Regions from separate parts of the Mus musculus genome. Here all the other regions are linked to region 5. The links are chromatin contacts, called in public Hi-C and HiCAR-type maps. All regions are on one chromosome and are shown on one strand. The core of a region is the stretch at or near the end of the contact, and the rest is flanking DNA. Distances in the headings are between cores, read along the strand shown. Region 1 holds the start of Kat14 (lysine acetyltransferase 14). Region 2 holds the start of Rrbp1 (ribosome binding protein 1). Region 3 holds the start of Nkx2-4 (NK2 homeobox 4). Region 4 holds the start of Dtd1 (D-tyrosyl-tRNA deacylase 1). Region 5 holds the start of Naa20 (N(alpha)-acetyltransferase 20, NatB catalytic subunit).

Region 1 (5,530 bases), core at 1,297-3,796, 1.5 Mb before region 5:
TCCTTTTCTTCCCAACTTGCTTCTTAGTCATGATGTTTGTGCAGGAATAGAAACCCTGACTAAGACAGATGGGTATAGAATGGAGTTGGGTAATTTTCCACAGGATTCTTCATCAAGCAGATCAAATCCTAGTTAAACCAAAGTGGCCTCAGCAAGAGTACAAGATGGAGGAGCCTCTTCTTGTCCTGTCACAAGCCTTCCTAGCACTTCAGGTGTAACTTAAATGTAAGAGTTAACTGAACATGGTAAATAATATGTGGTCATCAGTGATGCTTTCTCTGAAAGACCTTGGCATAAAAGAGGGAAAAATAAGACTTACTTAGTAGACGTTTCCAATTGCCCAGTAAACTATTTTCTTTAATTACAGTGCCCACTCCTAAAAATACACCCAAACTAGATGTTCTAGCAACTATTTTAAAGTAAATAAATAAGTTGCTTTTCAGGATCTGATGGCACACAGTCATTCAGCTACTAAGGTAAGTAATAATAATTATAAAAAACATCTTGCTTTGGTTTGTAATCATTGGCCTACACTTTAGACACAACACTTACAGCTGCCTCCTCCTCCTCCTCCTCTTGAGACATTGTTTCTGTGTGTAGTCCTGGCCATCCTGGAACTAGCTCTGTAGACGAGGCTGGCCTCGAACTCAGAGTTCTGCCTACCTCTGCTTCCCCAGGGCTGGGATTAAAGGTGTATACCACAACTGCCTAGCATAAGAGATTTTTAAAAACAAAATACATTTAAAGAAGACAAATTGGAAAATTAATCACAATAGAATGCATGGTCATTTATACTTCTGGTGTCATTCCAAGGCCATTCATAGCTGTTACACTCGCTGATTTACTGGATGAAAAGTCTGGGGTTATCATAAATAAAAAGTATTGTGGCATGATTTTTCCTTAGGGAAATATGCAAAAATAACTTGAATCTCTTCTCATTCTAAAAGTCACTGGTCCCAAACTCTATTTTCACATTCAAAGATATAACCTGGGCTGGTGAGATGGTTCAACAGGTAAGAGCACTGACTGCTCTTCCAAAGGTCCTATGTTCAAATCCCAGAAACCACATGGTGGCTCACAACCACACGAAATGAGATCTGATATCCTTTTCTGGTGTGTATAATAATAAATAAATCTTTGTGCTGGCGCAAGCAGAGGTCCTAAATTCAATTTCCAACAACCACATGAAGGTTCACAACCATCTGTACAGCTACAGTGTATTCATATACATAAAATAAATCTTTAAAAATAAATAAACCTAGATTCTTTAAAAAATAAATTAAAGTCGGGCGTGGTGTCGCATGCCTTTAATCCCAGCACTCAGGAGGCAGAGGCAGGCGGATTTCTGAGTTTGAGGCCAGCCTGGTCTACAAAGTGAGTTCCAGGACAGTCAGGGCTACACAGAGAAGCCCTGTCAAAACAAACAAACAAAGAAACAAACAAAAAACACCAAAAAAATTAATTAAAAAAAAAAAACCAAAGATATAACCAATGCAGTATGCTAACTGTTCATAATAGTATTTTCTTCATGCCGTTTGGGTTCACTTAACAGAGAACGAAAGAGCAAAGCATACTGAGACGAAGTGAATGTTGGGGAAACACTGGGAATACCTAATCAAGGCCTGAATGAGCCTTATCATTGTTGTCTATCGGTTTTCAGCAGCAGCTTTGAATGTGTACTTTCCTGGGTAAGAGTGATTTACTGATATGCCATTCTTCATTGGCATCACAAATACTTAAAAGTTCTGGGAAGCCAAGTCTCTTTTTTAATTTAAGGGGTAAGTGCAAATGACACCATCCTTAGCCTCTTGTGAACTACTCTGACACAAGGATCTTACAAGCATTCCTGAAAGGCTCCAAGGGCATCAACGACATTTTTTTTTTCTTTTGGTTTTTTGAGACAGGGTTTCTCTGTATAGCCCTGGTTGTCCTGGAACTCACTTTGTAGACCAGGCAGGACTCGAACTCAGAAATCCGCCTGCCTCTGCCTCGGGAGTGGTGGGATTAAAGGCGTGAGCCACCACGCCGGGCAACGCCATTTCTTAAGATTACAGGAGCTAAACATGTCCGGATCCTTGCCTGACCCAGTGCATTTCCCAACAGAAGTTTAGTAGGCAACAAGGTGTAGCCGAGGCTGAGGCAGGATTGCGAGTTTGAAGCTAGTTTGAGCTGCACAGCAATACCTTGTCAAAAAACCAACCACCCAGCTTTTAGACTCTAAGAAAATTTAGGGTCTGATCAGTCGCCCCATAGCGACCAGATGTCCTCCGTACATACTCCACTGGCACTCCCAACCCCACCCTCGCGACTCCAAAGCAGCCCAGCACTGCGACTTCCTGGTGAAGGCGGTCCCCAAATAGGAAAGCCAGGGCCCCAGGCAGCCACTCCCAAGAAGCAGCGAAGCGGGCCAGGGGTTACGCTCGGCGCTCGATTGCTAGAGCCTGGCGACGATAGCACTTGCAACGGCTCTGCGCTCGAGAGGTCGAGCCTGGCCCGTTGCGGCTGCGGCGGCGGCGGCGGCTGTGGCGGCGGCGGGGGCGGGCGCGGGAGCGAGTCCGCGGCCGGGAGCGGGAATGTCGAGGAGTTCGAAGGCAGTGCTGGGCCTCTCGGTGCTGCTGACGGCGGCCACGGTGGCCGGCGTGCATCTGAAGCAGCGGCAGGACCGGCAGGTCGGTGTCACGTGACCGCGTCTTCCGGGGCGCCGAGCCCGCAGCTGTCCCTGCGCGCGTGGCGGGCCGGGCGGGCTGCAAGGGCGCGTTCAGGACGCCGACTTCTCTCCCCCAGCCACGAGGCGGGAGACTGGGGCGGAAGCCTCGGGGCAGGGGTGTAGTCCAGAGTTAGAGAGTTGCTAGGGTGAGCTCGAGGCCCTGGGGGCAGCACAGCCCACAAAGCCTTACCCAGGAATTGTTAAATCCGGAGATAAAGCAGCTCACACCCAGCACACCCCCCAGTGCCTTTGGCTAAAGAAACTTGAGATTTTTGCAACTTGCATTAACAAAACATTTTGCTACTGGACTTAGGTTCTGGAAAGGATAAAAGGTAGCGAGCGCCCTTCACGTTTTCTTTTAATGGCTTTCTTTCGGAGAATAACTGGCTTATTAATCAGCGACTAACCGACTCTTCCTCATTCCAGTTTGCAACGCTGGCTAGTGCGCTGAGCACACTGAGAACACATAGTTAATTATAACCTCTCGAGATTGTTCTTTTTATAATGGTGCCACACTGTGCTGGCCAGTACTTGGTATTTGCCCTTTCAAGCAATACCTTTACAGTTATTTGGTTTGAATCGGATTTGCCATGGGCAGAAGTTACTGAAAGCCTCAAGAGTCACCAGACCATCGACCTTTGTATTCACAAACTAGGAATTGCAATGAAACTAGGCTTGCAAATTCAGAACCATTTTGAGGAGCAGGGTCGATGTGCAGTGATGGAGAAGCACACAAGGAATTAAAGATTTGGGATTAAAATATGGTTCCCCAGGGATATCTTCTGGAGTAGAAGCAAGAAACTTCCTTCTTGGGAGGAAAAGGAAAAGATGGTGGTTCTAATTAAACTTGGAAGACAGGGTGTCTGTGTCCTCCTGATGTGTTTTGGAGACAGCGTTTGCTATCAGTTTTGTTTCAAACTCTGTTCCCCTGAGAAGTTTTTACAGTATGAGCAGACCAATTAAATCAGATCTCTGGAGCATGGAGACTCAGCTGTGTTCCAAAAGGCACGCCAAAGGCTTTAATGAAACGGTTGAGAATCACAGTTAGAGAATGGAAGTGTGCAAAGATCTAGTTATTTCTTGGAAGTTAGTGACCAAGACATACTGACCAAAATAAGCTGTCCAGTAGCTATTCATTAGCGACTTACTGTAACATCGAGGAAGGTAGATGTCTTGAAAACTTCAAGGTGGCAGTAAAGGAAATAATGGCTTGTTTTCTGTCTACCCACACCAGACACAGTGTTTTTCACTTTACAGACATTGTCTTTAACTCTCAAAGGAACTTAGTAGACATCAATTACAGATGGTTCCTAACTTAAAGATGGTTAACTTGGTTTTATGTATGTGTTTGGGTGTTTTTTTTTTAAAGATTTATTTATTTATTATATGTAAGTACACTGTAGCTGTCTTCAGACACTCCAGAAGAGGGTGTCAGATCTTGTTACAGATGGTTGTGAGCCACCATGTGGTTGCTGGGATTTGAACTCAGGACCTTCGGAAGAGCAGTTAGTGCTTTTAACCACTGAGCCATCTCTCCAGCCCCGGTTAACTTGGTTTTTAGGAAAGCAGTATCGTTTGTATTTAGTGAAACTTTCTTTGAATATTGAATTTTGGTATTTTCCCAGGCTCAGGATCAATGGTAGGATTCTTTCAAAATGCCAGGCAGCAAAACAAACCTCAGACCCCAGGGAGCCCCGGAATGCTGATGTTCAGTGGTATCATGTCAGAACACCTTTATTATTTTCAGTTTATCATGAGGTTTTCCAGGTATGGTCCTATGGTAAGTTGAGGAGTGTTAATGATTCTACAGGAATCAAGGCTCCAGATGCTAGAGTTAGGTTAGTAAAGAGCTGTGTTAGTTAGGGTTTCCTATTGCTATGACAAAGCACCATGACTAAATGCACCTTGGGGTGGAAAGGGGTCAACTTCCAGCTCCATATCACAGTTCATCAATGAAAGCAATTGAGGTGATAATCTGGAAGTAGGAACTGAAGCAGAGGCTGTGAAAGAGCTGCTCACTGGCGGCTTATGTTAAGACAAAGTCTTTCTGTGTTGTCTTGGCTGGCTCAGAGCTCAGAGAGATCTGCCTGCTACTACCTCCTAAATTCTAGAACTAATGTACCACCATGCTGGACCTGAGCCCTCACTCTTACATTTCCCAACTCCACTGGTGTAGCAAATGTAGCTGTAGGCCTGGGAGAGGCTCAGTAAGAACTAGGTGAGTATTTATTTATTTATCTATTTATTTATTTATTTTGAGTAGACTTTATTGTAAAAACACAAACCCCTTGCAAATAAATAAAAACATCACACATCAAAATTAATGAGACTCAAAGTCTGTACAACTCAGTGAACTGCACAGTAAACGTTCACATGTGCTTTATTTATTTTTATTGTTTTATATTTAAGAGGGTTTGCATGCATGTGCGAGCACTCATGCATATCTGGTGCCTGTGGAGGTTAGACAAGGTCATCACATCCCTTTGGTCCAGAGTTACAGCCACTTGTGAGCCTCTGTGGAAACTGAAGTTATGTCATGCAAGAATGAGCACTTCTCTCCTGAGCCCTACCTCCAGCCCTTCTGTATGGTTAGGAGAGGTAGGTGTTCATTCAGAACGGAAGCTCTGGAGCTCCACTTTCAGTACTGAATTCGCTTTTATACACTTACCCACCACCAACCCCAAAAAACCCATGACAGATTTAGACCCAGAAAAACAATCAGCTTATATTCCCTTTCATAGTTTGTATCCATTCTCGTCCAGTCCTTCCTCATCTCCTTATATATAGCTTTTCTTGTTCTCTTTTCTTCATGATATGCTGTAC
Region 2 (5,890 bases), core at 1,444-3,943, 1.9 Mb before region 5:
ATGCTTTTAAAAGGTATCCCTGCTACACAATAATCCAATATTCCAATTAAATCATTTGCATGCAACCGTTTAAACTGAGTTTGGTGCTATATAATTATTGTAGCATGTAGAGTTAAGGCTCATTTCAGCAAAGAGCATAATTGCTCGAATGTGACTCGATTCAGGATTTATTTAAAACTCCCCATCAAGCCGGGTGTTTAGGTGTACACCTGTAATCCTAGTACTTGGGAGGTAGAGGCAAGAGAGCCAGGCGTTCAAGGTCAGCCTAGACGACCCAATGGCAGGCAGGACAACCTAAGACTCTGTCCTAAAACACTGCAGAAAGAAAGGAAAAAAGGAGGGCAGGATGGGAGGAGGGGAAAGAGAGAGAATGAAGAAAATGTTTCCCATCAACATAAAATATCCATACATTATAATACCGCTCTAACTACTTAGAACAGGTAAACAGAGCTCAAGTCCTAAATATGGAAGCGGAAAGTTCTGTTGTAGCTTATGCCACAGCTTCACACAAACCTCCAGCTCTCCTCTTCTGGCCCTCAGCCCCCAAGCGTGGGATTCTGTAGGCCTCAACTAGTCCAGAAGCCAGACAATCCAGGCTTGCCCCAGCATCTGTGCTGACCTCTTAGTAGCTCTTCTCCTGTACTAAACAGAAGGGAAGTGGCATCTCCAGGCCCTCAGAACAGGAAGCTGCTTCTAAAGAGAAACAAGTTGGCAGACCATAGTGGGCTGACCTTACAAAGTTCATTAACACATTTCTATGACAACCCCCAGCAAATCCCAGAAATTTCTCTAGGTTTAGGAAGTTAAGATAAACAATAACAGAAAAAAAAAATGTAAGGAAGTGGTGTGGATGGTGAGAGAATACTTAAGTGAAGGGCTGTGTCCAATGTGCAATTCTTCAGCCTACAATGTGAGTCTTTACACAAAATTCAACCCAGGACCCCAACCCCCACCATTAGGCTTTAAGCAAATGAACTGCTAGCTTAGCAAACAGAGATGTGGGAGGCTCTAGGGATCCATCCAAGTTTCATTTCCTTGGTGTTTCCCAGTCCTGACCTCTGACCTGAGGACTGATTGCCAAATTGCCCTCGGTTTTGCACAAGATCTCACACTTCCTGCTCAGTTCCCCTGACCTCAGTGGTGAGTGGGTGGTACTATCTTCAGGCAAGAGATAAAGAAACCCCAGGTTCAGAGGTTAGGAGACATGACCCTCCGGTGTTCATGGGGCTGGAATCCAGGTGTGCGACTTCTGCAGTGGTTGGCAGTGCAAGCCAGGCTCCACCTTGTTCCCTTGTCTCTCACGTCCCTAAACACACATCCCACAAGAACAGTCAATACCAGTTGGCTACTCCCTACACGTGCTGGGTCTCCACTGCTGTCTCTCAGATGGGGAAATGGGAAACCTCTGAGAGAAAGCATTTGGTTAGCAACTGTCGACGAAGCGTGACACCTACGGGAAAGAGTCTCTGAAGCATCCTGCACAGCCTGCAGTAAGCCCGGGTCAACCGGCCTCCCTTCCCCGGGCACTGCCGGGGAGCCTGGCGGGCCGGGACAGACGGCGGGCCCAGTGCCAGGGCGCTTGGCCCGCCGGGCCGGAGGTGCCGACTTCCGCCCAGGCCTAGCACCACGGGTCCACTAATCATGGGCGCGGGAAAGAGACGCCAGGCAGGACCCCGGGTGGCCCCAACCCTGGCCAGGTCCCGCACCCTCGTGCCGGTTCCGCGAGGACCCGCCGTGAAACGGTGCTGCGGCCCTGCCGCCAGGGGGAGCAGGGAGCCTCATCCCGTACTCCGGGAAGTTGCTACGGCCAGTCCCGGACGGCACCCGCGGCGAGCCCTGTGGCCCCCGCCCGCCCCGTCGGGGCTGCCGACGTGTCCTGTGGCCACAGCCCGCAGCCCGGGGCTCTGGGCCCCCGCGTCGCCAATCCAGTCTCAGCCCTCGTCCCAGGCCGGCCCACCGCCTTCCGCCCCCCCAACCCCCTCCGGCCCGGACTCCGGCCCGGCAACGTCATCCGGTGGCTTCCCGAAACTTAACCCCTTCCTCCGCCAGCTGTGCGCCGCCCCGCCCCGCCGCCAACTTTCTTAGCCCAACTTCGGAGCGCGCGGGCCGGCCCGACGGCCCGGCCGAGAGGGAGGGGTCGCCACGTCGTGCCGCGGGGCCGCCGCAGCTCCTGGCCTGCCGGCCGGGGGAATCCACCCCGAGGGGCGCGCTCGGCCGACGCCCCTGCACGGGCTCGGCCTGGCACACGCAGCTCCGTCCCACTCGAGGGGCCGCGGCTACCGCCAGGGCGGGCGTGCGGGCCGGCGCCGCCGGGGGAGGGGCCGCCGAGGAGACGTGTCACTCGCGGCGCGACCGGCCCGGCGCCCCGACGGCCCAGCCCGCGCGCCTCCACCGCCGCCGCCGCTGCAGGGCCCGGCCAAGTTTCTTACCTGCAGCGGGAGACGCGAGAGGGAGAGCGAGAGGGCAAGAGCAGCCGCCGCCGCCGCCGCGGAACCGCAAGAGGGGAGCCGGCCGAGCCTCCACCGAGAAGCCGCCCCTGAGCAGCTGCACACACTGCGACCCTGGCGCCGTCCGCCCCGTCCGCCGTCCGCTCCGGCCGCTCGCTGGCTGCGTGCGCGTGTGTGGAGTCGTGGCACTTTCTGCCTCGGAGCTGGCGAACGGCCCCCTCCGCCGGGATCGCCGCCTCCTGCCTTCCCCACCCGGACCAGCCATTCATCGAGCTGCCTCTTCCTATTGGTTCACTAGCCGCCACTCTGCCGGCCTCTGACCAATCAGACCGCGGACGGCCGCGCCGCGGTGGCGACCATTGGCCAAAAAGGAGGGTCTACGTCTCAGCCAATGAGAGAGAGGAGGAGCTGCGGGGAGCCGCGGGGGGCGGGGCCGAAGAGGGGCGGAGCCGCGCAGCGCAACTCTCAGCTCTGCGCGGGGGCGGGTCTCTAACTCCCCGCCCACCTAGGGAGGTCCTCTGCCGGTCCCGCCCACTCCAGGCCTCCGCTCTCCACGCCACCGCTTATTCGGATTTGGCTCCGCCTAGGCCGATAGACTGCGGTTCGAATCCCCTTGGCCGCAGGCTGCTCTTTTCCTCCACACTGCCGGGCTGAGGTGGCCGTGAATGTTACCCTCAGGAGGACTGCACAAACCGTGAACAACTGGGAAAATGCCTTATTTAAACCCAAATAACGTCACACAAAGCACCAGCCTCTGGGTCTAAAGAAGAGTTCTGCAAGGGTCAGAGCAGGGAGGATGGGGCCTTATCTATCCGTAAAGGCACTGCATTCTGCATTCCATATTTTACTGAATAAGTGGGAGAATTGAGGTGGAAGACCTGGAAAGAACAAAAGAAATAGAGGTGGAAATTTTGATAAGAAAAGCCACTCCCTAAACAGAATAATATACTGTCCTTGTACAAATCACACAGCAGAGTTACATCCATCCTGTGACACTTGATTTCAGATGTTGGGACCATGAGGTTTTGGCCCAAGAAAATATGATAGCAACCCAGGAAATTGATCTAGTGATACTCCAAATATTAGCCAGCTACCCCTTTATAAAAACAAAAAAACAACAACCAACACCTACTTAGAAGAGGGGTGCATATGCCACCATGCACCAACTCTCTGCTTGATTCTCTCCTTCCATGGCTGTTTCTAGGGATCAAAACTCAGTCAGATTGCATAGAAAGTACTTAAAAGTAGTTTCCCTGTGCCATCTCATCAACACAAAAGCCTCTCTTCAAAACCAAGTTCAATTGAAATAACTTAACTTTAAGTGCTTTTCTTTTCTTTTTTTTTTTTTTTTTTTTTGAGTCAAGGTCTCACTATGTGGCTGTCCCACAACTTGCTTTGTATAACAGGCTGGCCTAGAACTCAAAGTCACAGAGTTCCTCCTGCCTCTGTTTTCTGAGTACTGGCATTAAAGGCATGAAACACCATGCCAGCTTAAGTTTAGGTTATAACCATTTTAACTGCAGCTCTTAAAATTATTCCTTTGAGCCTGAGGCAAGATCAGCCTCTTTGAAATGAAGTTTGGTCTCTCTCCTCTGTCCCCCACCCCCCTTTCGAGTCCACACAGAATTTGATATCAGGCATATCTCTCTCTCTATTGCTCGAGCAGGGTCTGTCTATGATCCTGGAGCCCACTCCTTTAACTCAGCTGCCTGACCAGTGAGTGACGGTCTCCATCTTCACAGTGCTGGATTGTAGGTGGCACCTGGAGTGTTCACATTCATGTTGGGATTTGAACTCAGGGCCTTCATAGCAGGTACTTTACCCACTGAGCCACCTCCCCAGCCTCTAAGATTTAGTGTTCTAAAAGGCCAAAGGACTACACCTGCCCCAGCCTCTGTGGCTGCAGAGTTCCTGCCTCAGTTCCTCTGTGAGCACCCCTTTGGCCATTGCTACTTGACAGCTGTTGGTCTATAGTAAAACTGCAAGGAGAGAATACAGAGGGGTTAGGCTGAAACTAAACTATTTATTTCTGGTTTGAATCTCAGTGTCTTAGGGAATTAATGATTAATCAGCAGGAATCACTATAGATCACCTTTCCACACTCAGTCATTTTCCAGAGCTGAGATTCACTTGAAATAAAATTAAGGATCCCAGCTTCTGGTCAGCAGTTGCTAGCAGCCAGTCTGGCTGGATCATGGTGGGGCATTTACCTCCCTGGGCATAAATGGACTGTAAGACAGTTACTCTCTCTTGTGGGGATAAGTAAGAACATTTATTCATCCATTCAGTCGTGTTTGTTAGTGTCCAGGGAAGACTGCAGGCTGAGCATGCAGCCTAAAGTGATACCCAAATCCACCAAGGGCCCAAAGACTTCTCTGTGGCAGGGTTGTTCTTCATCTTGGTTCACTATTTGTCTTTAATTTTTCCCAGAAGCCGATCCTGGCAGGAGGAATTGGTTCAGATGCGGTAGTCCTTCACTCTCTGACAGAGATTAGTTCCAGGACCATCTATAGCAGGTTGCGGTGTCTGGGGATGGGCAAGTCTCATATAAAATGATTTGCATAGAGCCTCTGCACTTCCTCCCATATGCTTCAAATCCTCTCTAGATGATATACACTGCCTTTAATGCAATGTGATGCTATATAAATAGTTGTGACACTGTATTGTTTAGAGAACCATGACAGGGGAGAAAGCCCTGCACATGCCCAATACAGAGACAAGTGTCTTCCAAGTAGTTTTGAACCTCTGTTGGTTAAATCTGTGGCTGTAGAACTGTGGGTTAAAGGGCTGACTGCAGTTCATTGGGGGGGGGGGAGATGATCTGGGAAACGTTGATGGAGAACTGGGACGGGAAGAACCAACAGAGAGAGCATGGTATCAAGCAAGCAGCCACTGTGGGGTGGGAACAGCCAGGGCCTGTGTCACTGGGGGGTGCAGCAAAACCCTATAGAATACACCCCAGAGATTCTCCTCAACAGGGATGAAGATGTTGGTTACTCATTACCCATTCTTTGTACTTGTTGGCTAAAAGGCTCTTCAGCAGGGGGAGAGTCTAACTCACCTCCATCAGTAGAGAAAGAAAGTATTGTCAGGCAAAGGCAAGAAGCCCTTAGCAGGCTCATGAGTGGCAGAGGGTGCGGCGGGGGCCACTATTATACCGTCTACATGGGAACCTGCTCCTGGCACAGCGCCTGCGCGGAGGAGGGGCTGACAAATACAGGTTCTGTAAATATTATCCATTGGGCAATAGGCTCGCAGAGTCCCCAGTGGTGAGGAGTGTTTACAAAGAGGGCCCTCTATCTGTTCCTTCCCCTAATTCAATATTTGGTTCAATCACAATCTTCATCTCAGGATGGAATAGCGTAGCATGGCGTGAGCTACGCCTACCCTCTGCCCCGCCTCTTCATCCTCTGTCACCCTCTAGCTGTGCTGTGAGGACTCCG
Region 3 (5,982 bases), core at 643-3,142, 1.2 Mb after region 5:
CACTTAGGGGAGGGGCTTTGCAAATTAATCTCCCAAAATAAATTCCACTTCAAGGATTCATCGTGAAAAGCTGGTTGATTTATAGAGATACAAACACCAACAAAGTTTCCGACTTCTAAAACTCTTGAGAGCTTTGGTTAGGAACGTGGTGAATGCGTATTCCGTCAGTCAGTTCTTCCGCATAACTTAGGAACTTCTGAAAGAAGGGAAATCACCACCTCAGAGTGTGGTGTCACATTATTCGGTCCGGGGCTGTTGCCTTCTCCCACCCCCAGTAAAGAGGTTCAGAGCAGCCTGACCCTCTCCGTGACTCATTCGTTCTTATCTCCATGCACTAAAGGGTCAGCATCTGTACATTTCCCCCATCCGTTCTTGCAGTTTCTTGGCGGATCCTGCGAGTCGCAGGCAGACCCTCGGGGCTCATCACCACGTTCTGCCATAGAGCAGGTTGGCGCCGAGCACGCCTCCGCCGTAGTCCCCGGTGGCCGCGTCCAGGGCCGCTAAGCCGCCCCCGGGACCATGCAGAGCGGGCGGGCTGGGCGACAGCTCCTCGAGCTCTGGCGCGGGCGTCGGGGCTTGCGGCTGCTGGCCTCCCTGGCCAGGCGTCGGGGTGCCCGCGCCGTTCTGGCACGGCTTGCCGTCCTTCACCAGCACCGGTACCGCCACGCGGCGCGGCGACGGCGGCGGCGGAGGCGGCGGGGGGCCCAGGCCGCCCTCCTGTTGCAGCTGCTGCGCCGCCTTGTCCTTGGCCTGCCTCTTCATCTTGTAGCGATGGTTCTGGAACCAGATCTTGACCTGCGTGGGCGTCAGGTGGATCATGCTGGCCAGGTGCTCGCGCTCGGGCGCCGACAGGTACTTCTGCTGCTTGAAGCGCCGCTCCAGCTCGTAGACCTGCGCTTGCGAGAAGAGCACTCGGCGCTTCCTTCGCGGCGCGGCCGCGTGCAGCGGTGCCAGCGACTTGGCGGCGTCCGCGATGCCGGTCAGCGAACCCATGCCGGCCACGTTCACGCCCGCCGACGGCCCCATGAACCTGGAGACTGGGGAGGGGGCCCAAGAAGGACGGCCGGTGAGCCCCGGGCCTGCGAGAACCGTTCCCGCCGACGCCCCGCTCGTTTTAAGTGACGGCACGGGGCCCCCGACTGGGTCGCGGCGTCCCACGAGCGCCGCGGCCCGAGCCCCACTCCCTCCGCGCACCCGGGGGCCCGGTGACCCCCGTGCGCCCCAGGAGGTTCCCGAGAAACCCCGCGAGTCCCGGGCCGCCCCGCGCGTCCCCAGCCTGGCCCCAGAACCCCTCGCGAGCCCGAGGCCGCGTGCCAGGACCCCCCGCGCGTCGACCCTCGGGCGCCGCTGACCAGGACGCCAGCACCCTCGCGCCCCGGCTGTGGCGGGAAAAGCCCGCGCCGCCAGCCCGCCCTCAGTCCCGCGCGTCTGGCCCCGCTCACTTGACGAGTAGCGCGGGTCCGTGTTGGCGCCGTACCAGCCGGTGGCCGCGGCCGCCGCGCCGCCCCGCATGCCGTCCGTGTAGGCGGGCAGCTCACCCATGTTGCCCAGGCCGCCGTTGCAGTAGCTGCCCATGGCGCTGTGCGGGAACTGCGAGACGCCGGGAGGCATGTGGTAGGTGGCGGCCGCCGCGGCCGCCGCCGCTGCCGCCGCTGCTGCCGCCGCCGCGTTGTGTCCGGCCATGGCGTGGGGCGGCTGCATGCCCGCCGCCACGGCCGCCGCCTGCGAGGAGGGGCCGCTCGGTGGCGCGCGGTAGGCAGCGGCCCCCAGGGGCGCCCCCAGGCCGGGCGGCGCACCGTCCATGACGCCGCCGAACTTCTTGTAGGTCTCCTCGATGGGGCTCAGGATGTCGGAAACGGAGAAGGGCGTCGTGTGCTTGGGGCTCAACGACATGGCTCGGCGGACGGCCAGGTAGGGGGGCCCGGGGCGGGCGCGGGCGGGACGCGGCGGCCGCTCGTCGCCGCCGCCGCCACTTCGGCCCGGCGGCAGCGCCAGTGGAGAGCTGTCCGCGGCGCGGCGAGCCCCCGAGCTGCGGGATCTCGGGTTTATTTTAGTCCAGTGCCAGGTTTACGACAGACTCGGGGGGCGGAGCAACATCCCCAACGAGCAAACAATGGTCATTGACATCTTTTTCTCTCACCCCCCTTCCAGATAACGGAGGCAAAAAAAGGTAAAGGGCCAGTTGGGTGTTTCTGGAAAAGATTGCCCCCCTTTCTAGCTCCATCCTTCGCGCTTCTATCCGGGTTACCTTTAGCCCTAGAGAAATAAAAACTCAGAGGCCACTGAAAGAGCCACGCTTGTTTCATGCAGACTGTGAGTTTTCCTAAAGTGACTTTGTGGCAAAGTTCAGTAGAACGTCGAGGGGTGGGTGTGTGTGTGGGGGGGGGAGGACAAACAGCTGTTAAGTTTGGGAGGGGGATGCTTTTCAGGGCTCTCTTCCTTTCTAGCTATCAGCCCCTCACTGGCTCCATCATCTAAAGTGTTAAAAATAAAGGGGGCTCTTGGGTCCCACCATAAGAGCACATAAAGAGGAGAGGTACAATGACCGTCCTCTGCCATTGTAGGGCTCTCTAATTTATGCATCGTTAGATCCTTTAAAGCGTCATTTTGTAGGCAACCTAACGGACACTTCCAAATTAGCTCAAAGTATACAAATCCAAAGAAGAGGTACAGCACGCAGAGAGAGAGATGCTGACTTGTAAGTATGGTGCTCCTACTCTCAGGGTAGAAACTGAACAAGATGAAGTGTATTTGCTAAAAAAGTTTCATATTTAATTTGCACCTTCATTACCGCTATATTTTCTTTGTCCTCATCCCCAGAATCTGACTTAGGGTTTATTCTTCTGTCACTATCCTGATATGAGAGAATGAGGGAAAGAGAAAAAGAGGGAAGGGAGGGGGAGGGAGGGAAAGATGGAGGGAGGGAGGGAGAGAGAGAGAGAGAGAGAAAGAGAGAGAGAGAGAATTCAAGTATGTCTACTTGTTTGTAATGGATCTTTTTGGTGGTGTTGGGAAAATAACCTGTTTAAAAAGTATCAACGTTGATGTGGATGCAGAAAGCAGGTTAAAACGACAGCTCTCTTGAAAAAATTCAAACCCATAAGCTGATTTTTTAAAAAAAAAAATTCGTTTCTTGGTATACAAATGTTCCTGCATAACAAAGAACTTATACTTTATGAACTTACAGTAAGTGCAAGACAAAAGACAAAGAAGTGTGCAGGTACCAGTAAAATTGGAAAACATGGGGATGAGCAGGGAAACAAAGACACATTTTAAAAGTTTTCCTCAAAACTGGAGTAGAAGAAAGAAAAGTGTTTCTTATGCAAGATTTTATTGTATCTAAAAACAAAGGCGTGACCACCAAAGTTTAACCTGGACTCACATGCCGTGGAGATCTGAACTGCTCCACATTCTCTTTTTCTTGGTTTCAGCCCTGTGGTGTGAATGCCCTTGATGGTTTTGTCTTATTATTTTAGTCAACATCTGTGTTCATTTCAGTGTCCTTTTGCAAAGAATCTGCCTGTTGTAGGGAGAAAAAAAGACCATATGGTCACTCATGGAAAGAAAATGACAACCAGAATAGTGGTTAATATTTTAAAACACATACTGTGGGACAAAATGCCAGGTCCTAGCAGTTGTTTATAGACATCAGTTACTGTCTTAACAAGATTAGTGTTGCTACATTCTGACACAATGCTACTTTTACAGGTCTTTCCTGGACTTGGGACACTTGAGCTAGGTCACTTATGCTGGAACTGCCTACTTATATTTCTTGAACTAATGATACACAAAGAAACCTTTAGGGGGGGAGGGCACTCAAATGCTGGGATCCTTTTACAATGTGGGTTTTAAACTTTTTTTTTTTACCTTAAATTGTATTCCTTACTACTTACTAGCTTAAAAACAACAAAATGTAATCTTAAACTTTAAACAAAGATAAGGTAAGTAAATATAGTTGCCATAATATCTGTGAATATGAAAGCCTCTTGCAAACCATTATTTTTTTCAAGCTTAGACACATTTCAAACATGAAGCAGTTATCATAAACTTCATGCTGATGAGCTAGCCAAGCCAGAAAACTTGGTTAGAGGTCTTTTTCAGATTAATTTTTTATTTTCAAGTTATATATTTATCTTGTGACATTTTATTTGTAAAACTCCAGTGTGGCAATTTTATAAGTGCTTATACTATATTTTGTTCAGTTTATCAATGCACGCAGATCTGGAGGTTTCCCACTATAAAATGAAAACATAAAACAAAACAGAATTTCTAATGAAATTCACTTTCTGACTGTTTAGGAACATCATAGGCCAAGTAGAATTCTTTTCCTGGACATGAAATGTTCTGGAAGAAAAAAAAAATTCTTAAAATCCCCCACATTTTCTTTTATCAGTTATTTGTGTCTTACCCTAGAAATTTCATACCTTTAAAATATAGTTGCTATTTGGATGTGTGCACGTGAGCTTGATAATAGACTCTGGAGGATGTAAACATTAGTATATCAAACTAATGACAAAATAGTTTGATACTCTGTTGAAGATTTCCATCAAACTCATTTCATCCAATTATTCTCTGCCCAAACTGTGAATGGAAATTTATAGTTAGTGATAGTTAAATTCTATTGACTATATGTCACGAAAATGTATTTCTCAGGAATGCTTTCTTGTTATTTCCTCCCCTTTTCTTAGCACTTAGCAGAAAGAAAGGAAAGAAAGAAACTCTTAAAGAGAATACAGTAGTGAAAAGAGATGGTTCTCCTTCTCTTAATCTAGTCTCCTTTCCCATTTCCTCTCCTCACAACACTTGACATTGTATTCTGCTAGGATTGGCTCCACGTCTTGAAGCACAATACTACTTTACATACAGGGGACAGCATTTGTTTGGTTTTTGGTGCCTTGACTCTTTTTCATAGTTTAGATTTTTGTAGTTTCACACAACACTGAAAACATACCATAAGACAGCCTATAGCAGAAAAAAAATTGCTAGACAAAAAGATTCAATAGGTTTATTCTTTGAAAAAAAACCCAAAAATTGACATTTATTGAAAATCTCTGATATGTTAGCTAACTTACAAAAATCCTAACAAGAATCTAAATTAAACTAAAATTCTAAAATCAGAAGCAAGAGTCTTCCCTGCAATTGGGATTTACAGTTGTCAGGCAGCTCAGCCAGAGCGCCTAGGGAGAGAGGAGAAACCTTGTGACAGACCCCTTTTGAAGTAGAGTTCCAGCAAGAACCAAGAGGGAGACTTTGTCTTTCTATGGTGGCACATAGATTGTCAATAGCTCCTGGATTTCTGCATCAGGGTGACTGTTCTTGAAAATATTACTCTTTGCTGAATAACCAAGAATATAAGTGCTGTTTAGAAATGAGACACTTGCTGCACTTAGAATTAGTTTGGAATACTTGTAACTTATTTGATTAGTGAAATTCTCATGTTGGAGAAGTAGCTGAAATATAACAATTGCGATATTTTTTTTAACTTGGAAAGGAATAACGAATCATGTCAATAGAACTTGTTTTGTGCAGCAAAATTTGAAGGTATAAACAAAATGCTAAGGAGACAAAATGAAGTTTGTTCTTAAGTTTTTGATAATTTTATCAATTTCTGGAATTTAGTTTCCAATTTTGTTTTTAGTTTTCCTAGACACTTTTAGTTTTAATTGATTATTTAAATTATTTTACATTTCTTTCTCGGTTACCCAGTGCCACTTCCATATTTTCTCTATAAAATGCAAAAGCTTTGTGATTTAACTACCTACAAAAAGACTCTTGAATGAATCTGAAAAATATTCAGATATTTTTAGATGAAAAATTGTCTTCTGCTTTCTTACCAATGGTAAGTCTAACCAGTGACTTTGTTTTAAGATAGTACAATTATTAGTAGTACATCTTTCCAACAGCATGAGAACAAATGGAAAATATCAGCAGGATTATCATTGGCTAAATAATAATAGTGACTTTTTGATATGATTACCCCAG
Region 4 (5,205 bases), core at 1,744-4,243, 1.3 Mb before region 5:
GGATAAGAATCCCAACGGTTGAGATATTTTTTTCCCAGGCCAAGAGCCAGTTGATACTAATTGAATATATTTATATTAGAACAGTGTGGTAGGCATCGAGCTGAATGAGCAAGAATCAGCCTAAGACAGGAAGGGAAGCATGGGAGAGGTGGGTGAGCTGAGGGGGCCTCTAGTAGAATGCTCTCTGAGTGTAAACAGAGCACTGGTTAAGTCCTCAGCACTCAGGAAACCAGCAGCAGGTACCTTACAAAACATCTCCCATCTTTAGAGATTTTACAGACACGGAAGGGCGAGAGCTAAGGGAGTGGGGCGTCTGGCAGGACAGAGCAGGACAGAAGTCTAGGATAAACTGCTAGACTTCTACTCTCATGGGGCAATAGAATACTGTAAGAGCATAAGGGGCTGGAAAGATGGCTCAATGGTTAAGAGCACTGTCTGCTCTTCTAGAGGACCTGGGTTCAATTCCCAGCACCCACATGGGGGCTCACAACAATCTCTAACTTCAGTCTGGGGGTGTCTGATTTCCTTTTCTGGTAGAAACTACTTAGAGCAAACTAATTTTTTTTTCTTTTTTAATTAGGAAGAACCAAATTAATAATATTGTAGATCAGTTATTTAGAGAAAGGTCTTTAATCAAATATGAATCATTTGTAATGAAACCACAATTATAAACAGTGCTTTGCTGGATCAGTGGGCTCATACCAACTCAAAGGGAGTTATTGTTATCCTACTAATAACTTTCTCCCTTTTCTTTTTTTCCTGGCCAGGATGTACCAAAGTTCATGCATAATACAGTCTTCTCCCATTTTATTTATTTTGTGTGCACGTCTGTGAACATGCATTTGCATGTGATATAGGGTGCATGTGGAGCTCAGAGGACATTTAGTGATGTCAGGGAGAGGTCTGGGGATCAAACTCAGGTCATTAAAGGCAGCAAGTGCCTTTTCTTTTTCTTTTTTAAAAAAAGATTTATTTATTTATTATATGTGAGCACACTTCAGCAGTCTTCAGACACACCAGAAGAGGGCGTTGGATCCCATTACAAATGGTTGTGAGCTACCATGTGGTTGCTGGGAATTGAACTCAGGACCTCTGGAAGAGCAGCCAGTGCTCTTAACTACTGAGCCATCACTCCAGCCCCCAGGGAGTGCCTTTACCCATTGAGCCAGACTTTTTTCCCTGGATGTGAAAAACTGACTACTTGATAGAATGTTCCTGATTTAGGTTTTTTAAACAATTAGATGCAGAGTCTCCTGCAGTGCAGTTTGCATTTCGATTGTACAGTTCCACCCTTGAACTGATGCTCCTGCCTCTCTACCTCCTGAGCGCTGGGATTCCAGGTAAGTGTTGCCATCCCTGGCTTATATGATGCTAAGGGCTGAACCTAGGGCTTCCTACATGGTAGCTAAGTACTATGTTCCACTGAGCTACACTTCTAGCCCCAGGTTAAGTTTTGTTGTTGCAGAATTACCACTGTATCCTTCAATATCAGGAAGCATGTGACTGACACCCATTGATCTTGCTGCTGCTGCTGCTGGTGGTATCCTTGACAATTTAACTCATGCAATTTTGCATTCACTATTTAATATTTAAGCATAATATAAAAGGCTCCCAGTCCTTAGCACAACTGACTCCATAAAACTCAGTATGTAGATAGTACCACTTGCCAGAGTGAAAAGGAAGACCGAATCTATCAAATGCACTAAGCTTGCCTTTTGACTTCTGTAATTGCTTTAGCCTAACTGTGCTTATTAACTGAAGTATGTCAACCGAGGAATTTTTTTTTTTTTTTTGCTTAAATGCTCACTCTAAAAGAATCTGAGCTTTAATGAGATCCTGAACACCCAGTGTAGTTGCCAGTTGGCTAATAAAGACTTTCTACTGGCTTAACCCCGGTCTGAGTAGTCTTATCTGATGGATACCCCACAATAATACACATTTCTAGGCCTTTTTTGTTTTTGTTTTTGTTTTTTTGGGGGGGTGAGGGGGAAAGCAACATCTCACTCTGTATTTCATGCTGGCCTTGAACTTCAGCGTGATCCTCATACTGCAGCCTCCAGAATGCTTGGATCACAGATGTTCAACCACCATTCCTTAGAGTATTTCGGGCCAAATAACAGTTCTATCAAATTGCTTTCTAACAAATGCTTTTCTGAATCTGCTAATCCTGGAAGAGGCGTTCAAAGCAAAGACACTCTGAAATGGGTGAACTTTTTCTGATACTCCTATTTCGTTTTTAAGGGAAAGTCTCATTACATTGCCCACATTGGTGGTCTTGAACTCATGGACTTAAAACACTTTCCCGCTTCATCTCAAGTAGCTGGGACTATCTCCCCCCCCCCCCATTCTTCTTTTTCTTTGTTTAATTATAAACACATGGACTACCACTGGACTATGAAGATGTTATTTTTTAGTGATGAAAACTTAGTACAGTAATAGCTATACAGTTCTTTGCAGCCATCTAAGCATCTTTACAGCCCATCCAAATTTCCTAACAACCCTATGATAGGGCTAAGTATTAGATTTGTATTAGGAAGGAATTAGAATTCTAGACTGATAGACCTATTAACTATTGTGTCTAAGGTAAATCAATAGTTATGTAGTTAAATGGCTATGTTAGCAGCAGGTCCTTTTGTTTTTAGCAACAGGATTGCTGCTGAGGCTACAGAACAAGTGAAGATTTTGGAAAATCTGTGACCGGAGGATTGGAAAAGAGGGAGAAAAGCAGGAAAAAAACTTAAGGGTAAAACTGAAAGAGAAAGAAACTGGAGCAGAAATTAATGAGTGTCTGGACATAGTGGAGACTAGGCTGGCAGTTTGGGACTATAGTGCTTAAGAAGGAGTTCAGGGGTGGATAGGGCGGCGCCTACCACAAATGGACTAGGTTATGCATAGGTGACAGGTGAGGGTGATTGACATGGGCGGGGCCAATTGGATAGGTGTGGCCGACGTGGGCGGGACGCAGCTCTGTGGAATGGGTCCTCACGGAGCTCTTCCGGTGTTGCCGGTAGAGGGCGCCGGTCGAGGAGCCACCGGCGGAGTCGCAAGGTCTGACCACACAGCAAATTCCAGTCGCTACAGCCGCCGCCATGAAGGCCGTGGTGCAGCGCGTCACTCGGGCTAGCGTCACAGGTCAGTCGGGCGGGCCGGGGAGAGAGCAGCCTCTGACCCCCGCGACCCGCTGTTCCGTGTGAGGGTTCCCCGCAGCCCCGAGTTACCGGGCAGCCTCTGGGCAGCGCCGTGGCCGAGAAGATCCGGCACGTGCCTGGCCGCTCATGGGTTCAGGCTCCGTGCTTTCGTTGCTACATAAACCCTCATCTCCGTCGTCATCACCATTATAATCATCATCATTATCTTTGTGAGTGTGTGTGTGTGTTCCTCACAGACAAGGTGCCAGAACCTGTGAGCATCCCCAGGGCCCGTTGTTGAATGCACTGTTGCACAAACAACACATAGGGGAGATTTCCGGAGCGGAATCGCTCGTTTATCCACCGCTCTGTCTGAGATGTAGCATTTTAACAACCCCCTTTTGCATATCTTTTCTTTTTAAAATAGAACTTGGCTCATGATAAAATGGACAGACGGAGGAATTGCTAATTGTTTGAGCTCTGGCAGCTTTGAGCAAATATCTGCTGGCATCCTCACTGGGTGCAGAACATCCCTTGCTTGCACCTGGATGTCGGTCTCTGAACCTTCAGCCATGGGTCAGAACCACAGAATTCAAGATGACGTGCTTCTCTTTCCCATTAATTAATATAGACCCAGATGCTCAGCCATTAGCCATCAGTTGAATGTGGGAGGCTAGTTGAAATATTCAGGATCCAGCTACTGTAGTTATTTGAAAAGTGTTAAAAAAATAGAAACGACTGGTGCCATTCTTTTAGTCTTTTAAGTTAAAGAAATAAATACATTTATTTATTTGGTGTGTGTGTTTCTGTGTGTAACAGGCCAGAGAACAATTTAGATGTGCCACCACCATGTGGGTCCTTGGGATTCAACTCATGGAATTAGGCTTGGCAGCAAGTCTACCCATCACTCATTTAGCTAGCTTGCTTTCTCTCTTTCTTTCTTTCTTTCTTTCTTTCTTTCTTTCCTTTTCGAGACAGGGTTTCTCTGTTTAGCCTTGTCTGGCCAGGAACTCACTCCGTAGACTAGGCTGGCCTTGAACTCACAGATCCACCTGCCTCTGCCTCCCAAGTGCTGGGATTAAAGGTGTCTACCACCATTGCCCAGCTGTGTTTATAGAGGCAGAAGTACATTTTCAGGTCAGATGCCAAGGCCTGTAGTCACAGCCACTTTGGAGGCTGGGGAAGGAGCTGTGTTGAGCCCAGGAATTGGACAACAGAAAGCAGATTGGACAACAAAAGAGTCTCTAAGATTCCCCCTCCTCACCAAAGCTTCAGATCAAGCAATACAGATATCTTTTTCTTTAAACCATTTTATACTAAATACATGGTTTTGAGTTTAAAGCTAGACCCAAGACTCCTCCCCAACCAAGTAGCCAAACCACATATTTAGACTCGAGAGTCCACCTTCTAATCCTGCTTAATGAGTTGCAAGCTGTTCTGTTAACTTTGGTTTTGGAAATCATCCTGGACTAATAAGGAGCAGAATAGGAGAGGAGTTTATGGGACTCTAATAACATTTCAGTAAATATTGAGCACATGAAAACTGGAAAAATTCACTGATGAAAGATGGTTTTGCTCTTTGGGGGGGAGAAGCTGTCTACTTGATGTGGTTATCACCAACAGATTTAAATTTTGAGCTTTGGCTCCTTAAGCCCCCAATCCCGCTGATCTGGACTTTGGAAAATGTACCTTTGCTTGTAGGTGGTGGCCTATTCCTATCATCCCAGCACCCTGGGTTGAGTCCAGCATGGGCCACCTACCTGGTGAGTTGAAGTGCAGACTGAAGCTACCTAGTGAAACCCTCTCCTACCAAACCAAGCCTGGCATGTGTGAGGCCCTGGGCTGGCACTTGCACAAAGTGTCTAACACTCTTGGGATTTCCCTAGGGAGCCCTTTGATCATACTCGAGCGTAAGCTAATGAGAAATTTCAGGATAAGAGTGAGGGAGTGACCTGAATGACAGTCACTTGCTGAGAGTGGATGGGCCATTGCCTGTAGTTTCCAGGTATGTTCCAGGATATGTTTGAGTAGTAATGGGTCATTCTCAAGAAGTTGTGAAGGGGAACAACTTATTTCC
Region 5 (5,928 bases), core at 2,912-5,411:
GCTGGTGAGATGGCTCAGTGGTTAAGAGCACTGACTGCTCTTCCAGAGGAGGTCCTGAGTTCAAATCCCAGCAACCACATGGTGGCTCACAACCATCTGTAACAAGATCTGACGCCCTCTTCTGGTGTGTCTGAAGACAACTACAGTGTACTTACATATAATAAATAAATAAATCTTTAAAAAAATTTTAAGGACTGTTAAAGTCATACATTTTACTTAATATTATATGTAATCTACAGTAATAATCTGAGTCACTTTTTAAGTAAATCTTTCTCTATTCTCCTAAACTAGGCAGAGAGTATCTATACATCCAAAGGTTCTATTTCTGGGTGGCAGAATTTTGAGTCATTGTTACTTTCTTGTCTGTATGTTTTCACACGTCTACAATACGTTAATGTGCACATAATCTCTTTTATTAAAATAAGACAGGCTTTAAAATTTAAATAGACCTCAGATGTATTTTTAAAACCCATAAGACAAGCATGTAGGCTTTTCTGTGGCATAGAGTAAGAGAGAAGGGAGGTAGCTTGCAACGCTGCCTTCTGCTATAGGCTGTTCACAAGGCAAGAGTAGAGATATATCAATGCCCCTGCAGTAACTCTGCTAAGGTTTCTGTTGTTGAGTTTTTTTTTTCTCTCTCTCACATTCTTTGTTTACAGTTTCAATTCTTAAATATACAAAGTATTTCAATTTCATTTCACTGGTTTTCCTTAACAAGCACTTCTATGGCATTGGAAAAAGGGCAGGTACTGTTCTGCATGCTAGGCATGAGTCCTCTGAACAACCCCACGAAGGGATACTATGAAGAGATACTCCAGGGGTGCAGAGATGGAGGCTTAGAGATAAATAACTTATTCTGTAATGTAAATAAATACTCTGTTGCATAAGATGACAGTAGGTTCCCTGTGATCTGTAGATGACTTTTCAACTTGCACTGGCTAGCCTTGTACTGGGCCCCTTCAAATGCCAACAGATCAAAGGTGCTGAGCAACAAGATTGGTAACAACTTGAAGTAGAGTCACAGGGAGAGAAGGGAGGTCTGTGTACCTTCTGTGCTTTTTCTCTGTGTTATTGTGTTGCTATTCTATAGCTAGCTAGAGGGCAGTGCTTGCGACTCAAAAATCAATTCTCTCTCCTTCTCCCTCCCCCCTTCCTCCCTCTCCCTCTCCCACTCCCTTCCTCCCTCTCCCCCATCTCTTTCTCCCCTTCCCCTCTCCCTCCCCCTCCCCTTTTCTCCCTCTCCCTCTCTCTGACAGAGTCTCACTATTTATATCAGGATGCACTCTGCCCTCCAGCTTGCAGTCTGTCTGCCTTTGAAAGAACCTAGTGGGGAAACCCCCACTCAGCTCCTGATTCAACGTGCACCCAAGAATCACAAATAGAACACAACACCTTGATGTAACAATACGAGGTATTTTAATGGCGGAGACAGCGGATTCGACCACGAGGCTTGGAAGCTAGGGGTTTTTATAGAAAAGGAGTGGGGCTGGGGGAGGAATTGGACTGTGTTCACATGATTGGTCCATTTAAACATCAGCAGCCTGTAACATTTAACTTAGGTCAGAGGGGTGGGAGATAGGGAGGCGATGGGCCTGCCCGGGCATGTCCTGGTCTGTTCTGCTATGTTCTCAGCCCCAGGTTTCAAAGCTCACAAACAACTCTTTGGGCTATTTGACATACATTACATGAATCACAGGTCTCAAGTTTTATTTCCTTTCACCTTAATCTTCCAACAGCTGGATACATGTTTCAGCCACTATGCCCATCTCTCATGGGTTGCAAATTAGTAGCCCACAGTATCTAGCATGGGTCAAGTGCTGCCTCTGTATTAAACTCACCTTTTTATTTTGAAAAAACTAAACTAAACTAAACTAAAATTTTATTATATTTAAAATACTTAGAAACCTTATGGTTATAAACCAGAATCAGAAGAAAATTATGAATATCATCCAAACTTCACAACCAGCTAGTTCAAATCAACACTGGATCATGTCAGAAAAAAAAAAGTTGCAAAATATTTTGACATGGCCAATTAAAACAAAAAGCAATACTGGATACCCCAAGTAGTAAACTCTTCTGAGTTTCATTTTTATTATCTTCCACTTCTTTGTACAAATCTGTGAGATGCAGAAAATGGATATTGATGAAAGATTCTTGACCCATAAGAATACGAGTGTCCCATGTGCTGTCCAGTGGAGAAGTAAGAGGACACTGCCCTGTGGATGCTGACCAGCGGTCCTGAGCACCTTGGCCATTTATTTACTCTGTTTTTTATTGATGTTTGACACAGGGTCTTGCTATGTAGCACAGGCTGGTCTGGAAGACAAGATTCTCCTTCATCTTTCTAAGTCCTGGGATCATGTTTGAATATGCTGTGTGTATTTTACTTATAGTTTTCTTTGTATAATGATACACTTATTCATGAAAAAAAGCAAATTTACTTACATTCACTGGCTTAAAACATTTTTATTCTTGAGAATTTCATACACACATACAATGAAATATGAGCATATATACACCCATCAAATTCATATTCCCCCACATGTCCCCCCCTCTCAATTTTGTCTTTGTTTTAACCACATGCATTTAAAATTTTCCTTGAGTAGACTACCATATCTCTCTTACTGGTTAGTTCAGACTCTTTCTGACTTTGTCCATTTTTTCCATTTGTATAAGCATCATAACCTCAACTTCCCTCAAAAATATATTTTACTGTTCATTTCATGGCATATTTTGCCAAAGTAAGTGAATAGAGGGTAGAAGCTGAACTCATGGTGTCAAACTCCACCTTTCTACCATAGTAGCAGTTATATATATACTTTCGGGCCTGTCATACCCATGTTTACAATTATTCATTGTATAATTTACTTCATCAGGCTTAGAGACAAAGCTTGGCGAGGAGCCACTGGGACTACCTGCTCTTTCAACCATTTGCTTTCTTCTCCACCACACCTGGCCCTCAGGTTTGGCCAAGGAATTCCCAAGACACCTGCGGAGCAACTGAGTCCCAAAGGAGTTGGGGATGTGAGTCTGCTGTAATGTAGGCATCTCGCTGAGTTGGATTGGTTTGAGCTCAGCAGCATGTTCTCCAGGACCACCCCAACTGCTGGTAAGGAGAAGAGGGGAAGGCAGCTTCACAGCCCGACAGTACATAGTCTCCTCAGTCACTGGGTCTATGCCGTGGAGACGCTGGGCTGGTGCTTAAAATGTAGCAGGCCAGATGAAAGAATGTAATTCCTAATGGTTAACTTTCAACTTAGACATGAGATAATGTTTCATTTGGTTATTTGGAAACATGTTTGGATTACTTTGATAGCTCTATCATCTTGTATGCATGTATTTGAGACGGTCACACTATGTGTCCTTGACTGGCCTGGAACTCACTATATAGACCAGGGTTTTCGAGGCTCACTAACAGCCTCTTGTCTCTGTCTCCTTACTACTGGGATTACAGGTGTAAGGCACTATTCCTGGCTTGATCTGCTCTTTAATCACACATTTATTAAAATCAGCATCGAAAACAAATAGTTCTGATCATTTTTCTCTCGGATTAAAATAAACTGCAAATATATGGACCAGATTTCAAAGTCTTATTGCCAAAATAAGATAAGATATTCACATTTTTTATACAGATAATCTTTCTTTCTTTCTTTCTTTCTTTCTTTCTTTCTTTCTTTCTCTTTCTCTCTCTCTCTCTCTCTCTCTCTTTCTTTCTTTCTTTCTTTCTTTCTGTTCTTCCTTCCTTCCTTTCTTTTTCTTCCTCTCTCTCTCTTTCTCTCCCTCCCTCTCTCCCTCCTTTCCTTCCTTCTTTCCTTCCTTTCTTCTAAATAATTTTAATGTGCTAGAAAATTTAAGGTCACATCCCTGGTTCATGACAGTGGTTGAGAGAAGAGGCCCTGAGCCATCCTTTTAGGGATCACTTCCTAACTCACCCTGTGAAGCATCTTTGTAGTTTTGAAGCTTGCTTTTACGATTTGGCTCTCTGACTCCAGCTTCTTTCTCCTTGTTACTACTCTGCCTACTTTTTGGAAAGGGTCTGCGGGGCGCGGATCATTAAGGCAATTGCTGATTTCAGCCGCCAGAGAGAGCTACGACGCTACTCTTGTTGCCCAGCAACCTCTGGTCCGGAAGTAGTTCTTTGTCCCACCCCATGGCGGCCGCGGGCGCGAGTACTTCCGGTAGTGCGGGCGCGGGGTCGCGCCGAGCGGGTTGGAGGCTGGCGGCGGCGCAATGACCACGCTCCGGGCCTTCACCTGCGACGACCTGTTCCGCTTCAACAACATGTGAGTGAGGCACGGCCGGCCTCTGTCTTCGCGGCGCGGGACGGGGTCAGCCTCGCGGGGCCGTGGGCCGGGTGGACGCTGCGCGGGCGCGCTGACCGGTGACCTTGGCCGAGGCGCGGCGCTCCCGGTGCGCCCGGGATGATGCGGAGCCGGGCTGGACACCCCGCGCCCGCTCCCTGAGGCGGCCTCACTGCGGAGGGAGGGCGGGGAAGGAGCGCGGTCCTGGTTAAATTGTATCCCAGTGAAGTAACCTTGCGATGCTCCGGGCCCTCTCAGCAAGTTGTGGTTTGTGCTTGGTAGTTACAGTAGCGGAGCGCCCAAAGTAGACTGCCTTGGGTTTTTTTCTTTTTCTCTTAAAAAAAAAAAAAAAAAAAAAAAAAAGACAGGGTTCATTTCGTATCCCTGGGCTCCAGGAACTCTCTGTAGACGAGGCTGGCCTAAACCTCACAGATATGTCTTCCTGTCTTACTAGTGCTGGGATTAAAGGCATGCCCCACCACACCCAGCTAGACTACATTTTTTTTTTTTTGGTTGGGGATCCAATGTACTGAAGACTCCCCGGTGCTGTGTGGTTTCTTTTCAGTCCAAAATTTAAAAACCCGTGATTTGCCGTTCTCCCCTTCTCGCTTTTTAAAAAGAAAAAAAAATTTAGTTTGGAATCCAAATTATGACCATTTAAAAAGCTCAGCATTTCACCGCGAACTCCTGTAGACACATGACCTCGGTTATTTGCTTGATATAACGTAGTAAGAAGTATGGACCGGAAGGTTTAGGTAACAGAAGGGAAGAAACTCTGGGATGATGGACATTTCAAAGAGGGGATGAACCTTGATGAAGGAAATTTGGCAAGGAGGAAACTCTGGAGAAGGCTGCAGGAAAATGGAGTGTGAAGCAGGGTAGGCCTTTGCTTCAGGTGAAGCCAGGTTTAATTATCGTGTTTAATTGGTTCAGATCCGATCTTGTGAGATTTCGGTTAGGTCCCGCTTGTGTTGAATCCTCTGTGCATTTTAGTACTTGTGGCAGGCGCTCATGTAATAATAGGCCCTTAAATCTTCACAAATTCTGTCATGTGCTGATGTCCTCAGTTTCTGGGTGAGGGAAGGGATTGCACACACAGAACCCTGACGTGGAGTAGGTGGAGACTGGCCCTGGTGGTTGTTAAAAAATTGGTCCCATGGAGCTGGAGATGGTTCAGTTGTTAAAAGTACTGGGTGCTCTTCCAGAGGACAGGGGTTCACTCCACATGGAGGCTCACACTTGATTGTAATACTAGTTCCAAGAAGCTGCTGGCCTTTCCTGGCTTGAGTAAGCACCAGGTATGCATGTAACACACAGACATATAAAACCCATACCCATTCAATAAATGAAAAAGGTTGATCCTGGCACTCAGGCTGAGGTTGGAGGATCACAAGTCTGAGATCCTTTGGTATCCACAGGAGATTGATTCTATGATACACCAAGATTCAGTGATGTGCAACCCCCTTATTGCAATGGAGTGGTATGCAAATAGCCCAAGCACTTCCATGTACTGTAAATCAATAGAATACTTATATAGTACAACGTACATATTTTATAAGTGCTTCCAATACGGTTGTATTAGGGAATAATTGGGGGGGGTGTCCTTTAAAGGTACAGGCACATAGTG

The links. Hi-C and Micro-C count contacts between places; a contact is called where the count stands out from the background. HiCAR-type assays count read pairs that join an accessible place to other places.
Region 1: a contact with region 5 is called in a Hi-C map of B cells, with 7 read pairs. The contact joins the promoter of Kat14 here to the promoter of Naa20 in region 5. A contact is called at or near these places in 1 of 39 promoter capture datasets (embryonic stem cells), 2 of 484 Hi-C or Micro-C datasets (B cells and the G1E-ER4 cell line), 3 of 115 datasets of contacts at active chromatin or transcription factors (astrocytes, embryonic stem cells and pancreatic cancer cells) and 2 of 9 other capture datasets (liver and pancreatic islet).
Region 2: a Hi-C map of CD8 T cells shows a contact between it and region 5, with 5 times the contacts expected there. The contact joins the promoter of Rrbp1 here to the promoter of Naa20 in region 5. A contact is called at or near these places in 2 of 39 promoter capture datasets (embryonic stem cells and pre-B cells), 1 of 484 Hi-C or Micro-C datasets (CD8 T cells), 1 of 115 datasets of contacts at active chromatin or transcription factors (microglia) and 1 of 9 other capture datasets (adipose tissue).
Region 3: a contact with region 5 is called in a HiCAR-type map of astrocytes, with 3 times the contacts expected there. The contact joins the promoter of Nkx2-4 here to the promoter of Naa20 in region 5. A contact is called at or near these places in 1 of 39 promoter capture datasets (the C10 cell line), 1 of 115 datasets of contacts at active chromatin or transcription factors (astrocytes) and 1 of 9 other capture datasets (adipose tissue).
Region 4: a Hi-C map of B cells shows a contact between it and region 5, with 10 read pairs. The contact joins the promoter of Dtd1 here to the promoter of Naa20 in region 5. A contact is called at or near these places in 6 of 39 promoter capture datasets (the HPC-7 cell line, cranial neural crest, embryonic stem cells and 3 more), 4 of 484 Hi-C or Micro-C datasets (B cells, the G1E-ER4 cell line and embryonic stem cells), 7 of 115 datasets of contacts at active chromatin or transcription factors (astrocytes, embryonic stem cells and stem cell-derived neural progenitor cells) and 2 of 9 other capture datasets (embryonic stem cells and liver).

The regions. Positions count from the first base shown.
Region 1 is chr2:144,366,489-144,372,018 of GRCm38.p6, forward strand. It overlaps Kat14 (lysine acetyltransferase 14), which reads left to right and starts at 2,547. Exons shown (of 11, transcript NM_181417.3): 1 at 2,547-2,669. Pet117 (PET117 homolog) reads left to right here and starts at 2,495. Exons shown (of 2, transcript NM_001164813.1): 1 at 2,495-2,669. The coding sequence starts at 2,574.
Region 2 is chr2:144,008,570-144,014,459 of GRCm38.p6, forward strand. Rrbp1 (ribosome binding protein 1) reads right to left here and starts at 2,694. Exons shown (of 24, transcript NM_024281.2): 1 at 2,430-2,694.
Region 3 is chr2:147,083,453-147,089,434 of GRCm38.p6, forward strand. Nkx2-4 (NK2 homeobox 4) reads right to left here and starts at 1,893. Exons shown (of 2, transcript NM_023504.1): 1 at 1,443-1,893; 2 at 424-1,037. The coding sequence starts at 1,893. The coding sequence ends at 424. Gm34889 (a long non-coding RNA gene) reads left to right here and starts at 2,087. Exons shown (of 4, transcript XR_001783500.2): 1 at 2,087-2,170.
Region 4 is chr2:144,596,960-144,602,164 of GRCm38.p6, forward strand. Dtd1 (D-tyrosyl-tRNA deacylase 1) reads left to right here and starts at 2,994. Exons shown (of 6, transcript NM_025314.3): 1 at 2,994-3,132. The coding sequence starts at 3,090.
Region 5 is chr2:145,899,080-145,905,007 of GRCm38.p6, forward strand. Naa20 (N(alpha)-acetyltransferase 20, NatB catalytic subunit) reads left to right here and starts at 4,162. Exons shown (of 6, transcript NM_001141965.1): 1 at 4,162-4,283. The coding sequence starts at 4,231.